Regions from separate parts of the Sus scrofa genome. Here regions 1 and 2 are each linked to region 3. The links are chromatin contacts, called in public promoter capture Hi-C maps. All regions are on one chromosome and are shown on one strand. The core of a region is the stretch at or near the end of the contact, and the rest is flanking DNA. Distances in the headings are between cores, read along the strand shown.

Region 1 (3,689 bases), core at 582-3,081, 350 kb after region 3:
GTGTGAGCAGCATGGGCTGTACATTCTGTCCACACCCAGGACTTTTCCCCTCCCAAATGAAATCAGTTCTCACAGCACAGGCATTCATTACTTTCTGCAGAAAGAGAGGAATCCCTGTTGAAAACCTTTCAATATGTGTCCAGTTGGCAATTTATCTGTTCAAATACTTGTTCCTTGAGCAATCTCTATTCGCTTGGTTTTGTTCCTCAAGGTCACCATTTACCAATCACATGACATCATGTCAATTATGTACAGATAGTCAAAAAAAGTAGCCACCATCCTAGCCCTGATTAGAATGTTCCACTAATATATATGCCTTCCTGCATAAAATTACACCACGGGCTTGCATTCAAAAAATTTTTTTTTTTTTTTTTTTTTTTTTTTTTTACTTAAACCATACTCACTGTAGCCAAAGTGCAGTAGGATTAAGAAGGCCTCTGGGTCTGCTGTTTTTGTTTGTTTTGTTTAATTAGAGTATAGTGGATTTTAAAAGTTTCTTCAATTTCTGTTGTGGATCTGTTTTTACATCAACAAAACAACTGCCCTGACTCCCTAGATTTTTGTTAAGGTCACAAAAGTAGGTCAGTTCTTTATGCCACATGTCCACACAAGCACTTTCAAGGACTACACAAAAAAATAAAGTTCCTCATAAACTATCAAAAAGAAGTCAAAGAGCCAGGCCCTGAGGACGTCAAGCAAGAGTGAACTTGGTAAGTTCTGATAAAACTGTGTAGAGTACCTTGTAAAAAGGATGCCCAGCTATGCGTAAACTTAGAGTGATGGAAGAATGGGGCCTGATTCGGAAGCACCCTAAGGGTGAGTGCAGGGATGGAGCGGGAGTCCTGTGCACCTGCTGCAGAGGAGGAAGCCTGGAAGGAGGTGTGGGGTGGAGTGAGGTAGAGAGGAAGACACCTTTAAAGAGAAGGTAAGCCTGGTCTGATGACCCAAGGCTGGCGCTCGGACAGCGCTTATGTCACTACTGAAAGGGCCCGGATCATGTCCCGTCAGCCTTCCCACAGCAGGCCTGACAGGAGACCTCTTAGCGCGGAAGTCAAGGTCTGCAGCACCGCGTGTCACCTATGTCGCTTTGAGGGCGCATTCCGGGGCCCAGGGACCCTCAGGTACGGAAGCAGGAGGTGGAGCGTTCCCTCAGGCCAACCAGCACCCAGAATTCGACCGGGGTAGGGGAGGGGGGCGCAGAGCCGCCCACTCCCCTCAACCAGCACCCACCTTCACCCTGCTCCGCCGGGCAGTTGCCACCTCCCATCCTGCCTCCGCAGCTAGGCCCTGCTTTCGGGGCATGCGCAGTAGCCAGAGCCGGGCAGTCCACGCTTTCGGGCGGCAGTTGCGCTTCAACCGTCAGCCACAATCGACCAATCCAGAGACGAGTTCTTGCCGCAGAGCCCTCCCCGCCCACGACAGGGGACTATGGTAACGGACAGCCAATCAGAAGGAACTTTGTTGGCGCGAAGCCCCGCCCCCGGCAGGGGCAGAGGGTGACGGGCGAGGGTCATGGGGTGTAAGTGATCCTGAGCAACCCTGTGCCCTAGGGCCGCGACATCCCCTTGTCCCGCGGCCGCTACCAACGCGCCGGGACCCTCACTCGCCCGCCCGTTCACCCTCTGGCGGCGGCACGGCCCATGCGGCTGGGGGCGGAGGCCGGATCCGGCGCGGGCTGGGTGTTTCAGGTGCGGCCGGCGGCCTGGGGAGGTGAGGGGGCGGTGGCTGGGCCGGGCCCGGCCCGGTGATTGGCCGCCGGCTGAGGGCAGCGGGGCGACCCGAGGCTGCCCGGCTGGGAGGAGCCCGCAGAGCATTCCGCACGCGGAGCTGGGAAGATGCTGCTGTCCCTGGTGCTCCACATGTACTCGATGCGCTGCGTGCTACCGGGCGCCGTGCTCCTGGGCACAGCCCCCACCTATGTGCTGGCCTGGGGGGCCTGGCGGCTGCTCTCCGCCTTCCTGCCTTCCCGCTTCTACCAGGCGGTGGACGACCGGCTCTACTGCATCTATCAGAGCATGGTGCTCTTCTTCTTCGAGAACTACACTGGGGTGCAGGTGAGGCACTGCCTGCCCTATGCGCCCTCCTTCCACACCTGCCGCCCCCTCCCTTGGTCTTGATTCCTTCGGGGGCTCAGGCGTATCTTCCAGCTTGGAACCACCCAGCGCTCCCAGTTCGTGTAGGATTGTTCCGCCTTGTCGGACAGGTCGGCCCCCGGAACACGTGCTATGACCCATCCTCCCTCCGTGGGGGAAATTTGATGTTCTTTCGCGTTTGGCCGGATGCTTCCTTGCAGGTACTCAGTAGGTAGTCTCAGTAGCTTTGTTTTGAGGCTACAATTGGAATGAGCCGTCCGCTCTTCCCCTCTTTTAACTATCTGTCTTGGTGCTTAGCGAAGTAGCTGCAGATGAACATTTAAGTAGGGCGAGCAGTAGTTGACAGTTTCTGGCATTTGGTCTAAGGCGTTTATGTTGGAACTCAAAAGTGCGCTTTTAAAAATTGGAGACCATCTCTTGAAACAGACTGATGTTACTATTTGAACAAGAAGTACAACTTTGTTTTGTATTCTTCCCCAGTGTAAGTGAAAGCTGGGCGAGGAAATTAATACATTTGTTACAGTAGAAGCCCTACGGTAGATAAAGTTCTTGCAAACTTTGACTAGGCTTAAATGTGTGGCTGATCTTTTGTATGATTAGTTTGTTTCTTTCTCTGTAGAGATTGGATTTGTAGACTAACTTTGTAAAACAAACAAAAGTAGAAGGCCCTTTTAACTTTAATTATTTGAAGTCTTTTACACAAAAATGTCAGTTGTGAATTTTCCTTTTATTTCTCAATTTGGAAAAAAAAAAAAGAGCTTGATTCTTGGTTATTCCTTATATCCAGTTAGTACTTATTTTTCCCTTTTCTTGGTGGGGGTGGGGTCGAGTGACTGGGATGGCATTGTTTTGTCTTTTTGTCACCCCCACCCCCACCCCGCCGGCCGCACCCCAGCAGCTGCTTTCACCCTGTTGTCCTCCAGCTCCTATTTTGAATTTGCAGTTGCTTTGCAGAATTAGATCCTGGATAACTCTGAATTTGCCCCAGTTGGAGGTTTGGGGGAAGAGAACTAGGGGAAGGCAGGGCCTCCATTTAAATCAGTATCTGTGTTTCCTAGGAAAGAAAGACCTCTCTTCCAGATAATGCTTTCCTGGTAAATTGACTTTTACAAAGAGCCTCCTTTAAAACTTTAATCAATTCAGACCAGTCATTTGCACACTCTGTTCTTACTTCATCCCTTTTGTCTAAATGTGGGTTTTTATCATACTAAGTATTTAATTTCACATCATACAACAGCTGACCTGGGCTAAGATACAGATTCAGAACATATGACACAGTCATTTACTTCTTAGAAAAATAATTCTACTTTTGGTGGGTCATTTTATTTTAGTTGAAAGCATATAACATGTCCCATGCAATAAAACACATATACCATTGGACAGATTTGTGTTTAGCAAATTTCTTATCTTAAAATAACTATTATAAAATATAGGTGTTTCTGAAATTGTATATCCTACCTTACAGTACAGTATAGACTTCCAGGTTATGATCTGAGCTCTCGGCACAAGGTTTTTAAAAAGTTTAATCTCTTGATCACTGGGCACTCAGTTCTAGGATTCCTAACAAACTTCATCAAGGGACCTGAATTAAATAAA
Region 2 (3,841 bases), core at 213-2,712, 500 kb after region 3:
CCCTCCCACTCCTGGATCTGTAACCACTCCATCCCTCAACAACATTCTTGTTTTCTGCAAGCTCCCTTCACAGTGCCACCTCTCCCTCCTCACTGGAGAGATAGTTCTGATCAACACTAACAAGATCTGGACCCTTCCTTACAGAGCTGCCTGGTGACTCTCTGCCTGTGTTGGAGCAGGAAAAGAGGTCAGTAGGAGAGGTCAGCAGAGAGGAACAAGCACTGTCCTCACAGGAATGACATGACCTGGATGAGACAGTGGCAGGGTTTGCCCTTCTCACCCCTGGCTGCCCCTAAACATCACTTAAGTTCAAAGATCATATAAAGGGATAAAGATGTTGAATATTAGACTAACTGGTTAATCTGAGTTTTGCCTGTTAATATAAAAATTTACCAATATCCTCACCAAGAACACACTGAAATAGTGTATTTACTAAGTACTAAAGAATACTTTTATATGATAAAAATCAGAAAACCACTGACACTTCATTATCTGAATCTGACACAATACATGTAAAAGGGAATGTAAGTTGGAAATTCAAAAACAAAACTACGGTTTTGGAATCCACCCTTCTTTTGCCTCCACTGCGGCTGCTGCTCATGACCCTCTCCTTCTATTCTGTTCTCTTGATCTCTCTGCTGAGCCTTTTTTTTTTTTTTTTTTTTTGTCTGTTTTCATTTATCCCCTGCTTTTTGCCCAGGTTACTCTCCTTCATTCTTAGTATGTTTTCTCAAAACCATGGGACCCACTCTCCTAACCGCAATTTACCCATCTCACTCGCCCTGACTCACACTACCTTCCTAGTTCTCCCTTGGTCTTCCCTTTCCCCATCTCGGAATTCCAAGAATAGAATGAAGAAGCCCCTGCAAAGGAAGAGCACGCTTTCCTGCGAGGCAGCCGGGATGTAAACACATCCCGACAGGCACAGCCAGAGAGGTGTCACAGGCAGGAGCGGGTGAACGTTCCCAGCATGGAGCTCGGGGGCCTCTCTGAAGAGGTGACTGTGAGGGGAACGCCTGAGGAGTAACAGTACTGGGCCCCAGAATGGGGTGGGAATGGGGAAGGGTGCTCAGGAGAGGACAGGGGTCTGCAGGATCCAGGGTCAGGATAAGGCGTGACGACACGACTCTGTCCTCCAGGGCCGGAGGATACACCTCCGAGGGGACCTGACCAGGCGCGGGGTGGGGAGGGGAGAAGGTGAAAAGAACCGAGGCAGAAAGGTCGGGGACCAGCCGCTCAGCGATTTTACCTCCGGACCTGGCAGCAGAGCGCCTGTGGACTAGGCGGGGCTGCCCGCGGGCGGGGACTGCGACGTCCGCGGGTCTCCTGCCTCTGGGTGCGGAGGACAGAGCGCTAGGGGCACCTACGAGAGAGTTTGAACGAGAAACAGTGAAATCCTCTCCGGGGAAACGGCCCTTCAATCCGGGAATCTGCTTCCGGGTCGGCAGGAAACGGCGAGCTGGGGCAGGGCGGGAATAGGGAGGAGGGGCTTGTATGGGGCCCCCGCCCCGAGGGCGTTTCCGGTCGTCTCTGCAGCCGGGAAAGCCGAGTCTCCGTGCCCGGCGGGGGCGTTGGGCTGCCGCGCCCATAGTTGTTCAAGTTAAATGACGATGCTTTGAGGTAAAAGCTTAGAGCTGTGAGGCCACTTATATCGAATGCGGAGTTCTTTCCTTCTTAAAAAAATAGAAAACAGTTCAAGTGAAAAATTTTGGTACCGTTTCCTGTGAGTCTTGTGGTACGTTTGAGACAAATGTGAAAGACACCCTGGTCGCTGCAGAACTCATTATTGTCGTAATATATTGTAATTTAACATGTCTCTTCATCTTTATGACTATAGTTACCTGAAAGTATTTTCCATTTGCAATTTTTTAAAATAATTACGGTCTTGTTTCTACTTCTGAATGTTTTGTGTCAAGTGTGGATAACGAATCCTGTGAAAAGTGTGCGATACACAGATTATGCTTTTAACGAAAGTCAATTTTTATGATTTCCAGGAGCATTTTATGGGAATGTCTGTTCTCTCATGAGCATAGTCAAACTATATTTTCAAGTTTCAGTTGCCTCACTTATACCTTTAATAATTTTTAAATGTGAAATATGTGAGGTAAAGTCTCTTCTGGGGTTTTTTGTTTTGTTTTTGTTTTTGTTTTGTTTTGTGCTTGCGTGTAAACCGTAAAGTTCACGCTAGAGGGAATTTGGCAAGAGTGAATTCAACCCATTTATGCTGCAGCAATTTCTCAAAAGACTATTTCTATAGAAGAGCCTGTCTGGTTTTCCCATGACTAATACAATTTCTCCAACATTTAAGTTTGTTTAAATATTAACCATATGGACTCAAATGTATTTAAAGTCTAGAAGATAACGTTCTCTTAGGCAGGGAGTTGGGGGATCCCTGCCCACTGCCCCTCCAGATCTCCAGGGCTGAGATCAGTTAAACTGAGCTCACCTCACTCCTCTAGGATCTGTGGGGACTGAACAAAGACTAAGGAGCCAGGATTGTATAGGATTTGGGGTCAAGGAATCCAGATATGTGAGCCCCTGCCCCATTTAGCTTACCTTCATTAACCCCCCTCCCTCTTTACATAGGAGTCAAGGAATATAATTCTGCATGTGTAAACCATCTAACTTCCAACCCATCTTCTCCATCAAATCTTCTCTGTGTTCTGGTTTATAACTAGTGTATGCTTGGGGAGGATAAAAGTTGACTGAAGAGATCCTCTTGGGTGCCTAAGGGATCCATATTATTTGGAAGTTCTATATGAAGAGCCAAGCCCATAAGATGAGTATCTGAGTAAAGTGAGCTCTCTTCACCATGATTCTGAATCTCTATTTCCCTGGCTGGAAGTTAGATCTGATGAAAGCTGAGGAGTGAAAAGTAGTGAGAGTGAATTGAACTATAATTTCTTCTATTTATGTTCTTTTATTATTATTATTACAATGAAAAAATATTTTCCAAGCATTTTTTTAGAAAAGCTCCCTCACTAAAGAACTAGTCATTTTTCAGGGAAAAACACAATCTGGCAAAAGCAAGTGGCTATAGGGTCCTGCTACATTCAGTCAGGGATCATTTCATTCCAGTATTTATAGAGGAAAAATGAATTTAGTAAATGGAGGAAGGAATGCTAGCTGGCTTTAGGATTGTCTTAAAAGTGTCAGGGTTCCAAGGAACATAGTCAAGATTTATGGTACCTACTGGCTTGTCTATGTCAATTTTCTGGTGGATGGGAGGTTCTGTTCACCTAAACACTGATGTCAGACTGCAGTTCCTCATAAGGTGTCTTGACAAATCCTCTGGTCAGGATTGGCAGCGAAGACTAGATTAGCATAGGGTAGTGTGGAGGGTGTAAGTGGCTGAGTAACAAAGCCTGATCATCAAGACTTCACCTGATTTGTGGGTACCCAGTGATGCCCAGTGGCACCTGGCTGTGCATAGGTGCAGGATACCAACTGGCCTGTGCCTTTCACAGAACCAAACACGGACCCCACCCCCCACAGCTCCTATATGACTTGAGTTTCCACTTCAAATCCTGCACATGTGCCCAAAGATTTCCTAGGAGAGCCCCACTCCTCCCAGTTCTGGTATCTTCAGTAGCAATATGTTTTTTTTTTTCCCTTAACCTGGCCTCTGGACTTCTCAACCAGTGACATGGTACTATGAACTGAACTGTGTCCCTTCCCTCCCAATTTTCATATGTTGAAGCCCTATCCCCCCAATCTGATGGTGTTTGGAGATTGAGTGGGTGGTAATTAGAGTTAGATGAAGTCATGGGGGTGTTAGAGGTGGAGGTTATTGAGAGGATGTAACCACTAGTTGGCTGAATAAGTGGACCTGGGCAGTCAG
Region 3 (4,101 bases), core at 444-2,943:
CTGAGTAGCCTGGTTCTCATCATTCACAGTATATTTATCTATTTGCACAATTCTAAATACACATAAAACATAGTTTCGGAGTTCCCGTCGTGGCGCAGTGGTTAACGAATCCGACTGGGAACCATGAGGCTGCGGGTTCGGTCCCTGCCCTTGCTCAGTGGGTTAACGATCCGGCGTTGCCGTGAGCTGTGGTGTAGGTTGCAGACACAGCTCAGATCCCACGTTGCTGTGGCTCTGGCGTAGGCCGGTGGCTACAGCTCTGATTCGACCCCTAGCCTGGGAACCTCCATATGCCGCGGGAGCGGCCCAAGAAATGGCAAAAAGACAAAACAAAACAAAACAAAACAAAAAAACATAGTTTCAAAAATGCTAAACTTTACCCACACGAAAGACAAAACCATTAACTGGAGTTTGATATTTATTTAGAGTTATTATTTTTTACCACTCTGTCTAAATTTACTTTTTTTTTTCCATTTCAGGGTCATTATGTTATTCATTTGAAATGTGTTTGCATATTTTGAGCTTTCTACTCCATCTTTGTTCATTTTTTGATTTAGGTTTTGAGCATATGGTAGTTGGTTCTAAAAATAGACCTTCACATGGTATTCTCCCTGTGTGTGTCTATCTAAATTTTCCCTTTTTCTAAGGACACCATCTTGTTAGATTAGTGACCCGTTGCAATATTTTGCAGTTGTATTCTGTAGTTATAAGCAAACCTGCAATGAAAAGACTTATGAATATGTATTCTCATGTTGCTAAAGAGTTATCTATAGATTGAACTCCTAGAAGTGGGATTATTGGGTCAGAAAGTAATTTATGTACATTTTTGTTAGATATCACCAAATTCCCCTTTAAAAGGGTGGAAAAAATTTATTTCTATCAGCACCATATAACACTATTTACCCACGGTGTTTCCAACGGAATGTACTGTCCAGAATTTTCATTTTTGACAAGTTGACAGGAAAATACCTAGGGCAGGTGTAGCTTGCATTGCATATCTCTAATTATGAGTGAGATTAAAAAAATCTCTTTAAAAAGTTTAAGGCTAGAGGAGTTCCCACTGTGAGGCAGTGGGTTAAGAATTTGTGCAATCCAACGCCACTTGCTGCAGTGGCTTGGGTTCGATTCCTGGCCCCAGCACAGTGTGTTAAAGAATCCAGTGTTGCTTATGCCAAGCCCCTTTAGGTAGAAATTAAGCAATATTATACAATTTTACATGACTACATGATAACTGCTTGATAAATGTTAGCTATTGTGTCTACTATTAAGACCTTTTTATGAGAAAATGAAGCTTACAGATTTAGCTAGTTCGTATTAGCCTCCATACTCCAAATCTAATTCCAAAATGCAGCCTGTACTTGGAACCACTAGGTTATAAGAGAGCCCCTTTAAGACTGTTTTTCATCAAGCTTGGTATACAATGTCCTACCTGATAGAACACAGAGATGGTATTCAAATTACTGAAAATTAAAGTTTTCACACATTTGGTGGTTCATTCTTTAATACAGACAGCATGGGTCCTTTAGCTGATTCAGTGTTTCAGAGAGATTAAACAGAGGGCTCTTATCAACAGAGTGGCCAGTCCTTCCCCTCCCTAAGTGTCACCCACAGGAAAGACTGGGACCGGGTCCCCTCCGGACGCATGCGCGCAGCCCTCGGGGAGGTGCCTGCAAGGTGTGGGCGGGGCTCCGCGGGCGGGAGCTTTGAAAGCTAGACGCTGAGCTGCCTGCGAGCTGAGCTGCCTGCGAGCTGAGCTACTCCGGAGCGCCCAGCTCGTCAGCTCCCATCAAGATTCTTCCGCTCCGGGATTTTTGGGCAGCACAGCTAAAGGGCGCAGCCGGGACCGGGGTCCCTCAGCTGGAGGTGTAGTGTAGTGTCAACCGGAAGTGAGTCCGAACCTGGGCCAGAAAAACTGGTGTCCTCTTCTCGCGTGGGAGTGTCTTAGTCGCCCCCTTTGGCGGTTTAGAAAACGCGGAATAGCGGACTTCCGCGGAGCGGGAGTGGAGCGGCGCGCGCCCGCCCTGCGCATGCTCAGTGCTGCCTCTCCGTCAGGCTCTTGCGGCTCGCGGCTTCACGGCGGTTCGCGTCCCGCCGCCCCTCATGGCGGCTCCCGGGACGCAAGGGGACCCCATCCTGAAAGGTGAGCCGGTGGGCCCACCCGGTGGCGGGCGGGCTTAGGACGGGCACCCAGGTGGCGACGGACGCGTGGACGCGGCTCGCGGGGCGCTCGGGGTGGCAGCCCGGCCCTCCCGGAAGTCAGCCCAGCCACCTGGGAGGTGGGTTCTGTCACCAGCCCAGTACAGCCTGCGAGGCCAGCACCGGGACCGCCCCCATGGGATGGGGGGTGGGGGGCTGTCCCCGAGCCTAGTACAGTCCCCAAGGCAAGCACCCGGATCGCCCCCGTGGGGTGGGGGCTGGGGGGCTATCCCCGAGCCCAGTATAGCCCCCGAGGCCAGGGCCGGGACCGCCCCCGTGGGGTGGGGGCTGGGCGCTCTTCTTTCTCCGGTTTAGCACCCGGACCGCCCAGTGGATTAAGGGGCAGTTCCAGAGGCCAGCACCGTGACCTGCCATGTGGGGTGGGGTCGGTCCCTGAGCCCAGGCCAGGACCACCCCACAGGGCTCGGTGAGGCGGGCGGTGCAGACAGATGGCAGAGGTGGAAGGAATGGCTGTGTTTGATTTTCAGCTTTTTCTGGGTTCTCGCGTCTTTGTATAGCCTGGTGGATTTGAGGGGAGAGGGCAGTAGTGAAATTGGGAAAAGCAGTAGCCCCTCTTCTTGTGCCTCTATCAGTGTTGCTACAACCTCTCAGTGGGGAATTACTGCGTAAAGGCACACATGGAAGTTCTTGAAGCATCAGGCTTTGAGCAGGCGACCAAAATCTGTGTCCCTGCCCCCCACCCCCAATCCTGTCCTGTTTTGTAGGACCTGCAAGCAAAGAACGTTCCTTACTTTTTTAAATGGTTGGGCCCGAGAGAACAGAAGGACAAATGAAAATTGTGTCAGATTCAGACTTCGTTGTCCATAAAGTTTTGTTGGAACGTGTCCATGCTTGCCTATTGTCTTTAGCTGCTTTTGTGCTACATCTGTGAAGTTGAGTGGTTGTATGGCCCCTCAGAGCCTAAAATTTCTGAGGCCCAGAAAAAGCTAGACCCGGTTTAGAAATTTGAGAACATCAGTGTTGAGGATGTAAACTGTGACATGTGTATGAGTAAAGTTGTTCTCTTGAAATTTTAAAAACCATAATAGCACTAGTGCTGTTTTGAATAGGCTTTTAACGTAAGAAATTTTACTTTTTTTTTTTTTTTTTTTTTTTTTTTTGTCTTTTTGCCATTTCTTTGGGCCGCTCCCGTGGCATATGGAGGTTTCCAGGCTAGGGGTCGAATCGGAGCTGTAGCCGCCAGCCTACACCAGAGCCACAGCAACGCGGGATCTGAGCCACATGTGCAATCTACACCACAGCTCACGGCAACGCCAGATCGTTAACCCACTGAGCAAGGGCAGGGACCGAACCCGCAACCTCATGGCTCCTAGTCGGATTCGTTAGCCACTGCGCCACGACGGGAACTCCAGAAATTTTATTTTTTAATGTAAATAGAACAAGAGAAACAATCCTTTGAAATCCTTGGGTGAGGGATACTGGAATATCAAGTATATCTTGTTTATTTTCAGATGTTGTGGCTTATGTTGAAGTATGGTCAGCCAATGGAACAGAAAATTATTCAAAGACATTTACAAATCAACTTGTGGATATGGGGGCAAAGGTAAGAAATTTATTCTTACCATTGCTGCATATGACAGTCCTTTGAAACACTATGAGATATATTTGCATTTTCTTATTTTGGGAGTTGTTACTTAGAGCATGAAGGACAAGAGGACAGTGGGTAAACGGCAGAAGTAAAAAAAGACCCAGCGCCTGAAGAATTTACAACAGTAGCATTTATAGAACAGTTGGCCTTGTGGGTGATGGGAGAGGAGAGCTGAAGGATGAAAGCATGGGTCTTGCCATTGGCTTCTTGGATGCATGGTGCTATGGATCAAAGTGTGGAGTACAGGCAAAGGAACAATTTTTTAAGGGAAAAGTTTTGAAATTGGGTATATTGGA

The links. Promoter capture Hi-C pulls out the DNA fragments that hold promoters and counts their contacts.
Region 1: a contact with region 3 is called in a promoter capture Hi-C map of liver, with 3 times the contacts expected there. The contact joins the promoter of AGPAT5 here to the promoter of MCPH1 in region 3. A contact is called at or near these places in 2 of 5 promoter capture datasets (fetal liver and liver) and 1 of 2 datasets of contacts at active chromatin or transcription factors (alveolar macrophages).
Region 2: a promoter capture Hi-C map of liver shows a contact between it and region 3, with 3 times the contacts expected there. The contact joins the promoter of LOC100525433 here to the promoter of MCPH1 in region 3. A contact is called at or near these places in 1 of 5 promoter capture datasets (liver) and 1 of 47 Hi-C or Micro-C datasets (liver).

Annotation. Positions count from the first base shown.
Region 1 is chr15:37,799,664-37,803,352 of Sscrofa11.1, forward strand. AGPAT5 (1-acylglycerol-3-phosphate O-acyltransferase 5) reads left to right here and starts at 1,832. Exons shown (of 8, transcript NM_001143701.1): 1 at 1,832-2,054. The coding sequence starts at 1,836.
Region 2 is chr15:37,955,969-37,959,809 of Sscrofa11.1, forward strand. It overlaps LOC100525433 (zinc finger protein 705A-like), which reads right to left and starts at 1,463. Exons shown (of 10, transcript XM_021076388.1): 1 at 1,250-1,463.
Region 3 is chr15:37,453,493-37,457,593 of Sscrofa11.1, forward strand. MCPH1 (microcephalin) reads left to right here and starts at 1,694. Exons shown (of 14, transcript XM_021075799.1): 1 at 1,694-2,140; 2 at 3,669-3,760. The coding sequence starts at 2,101.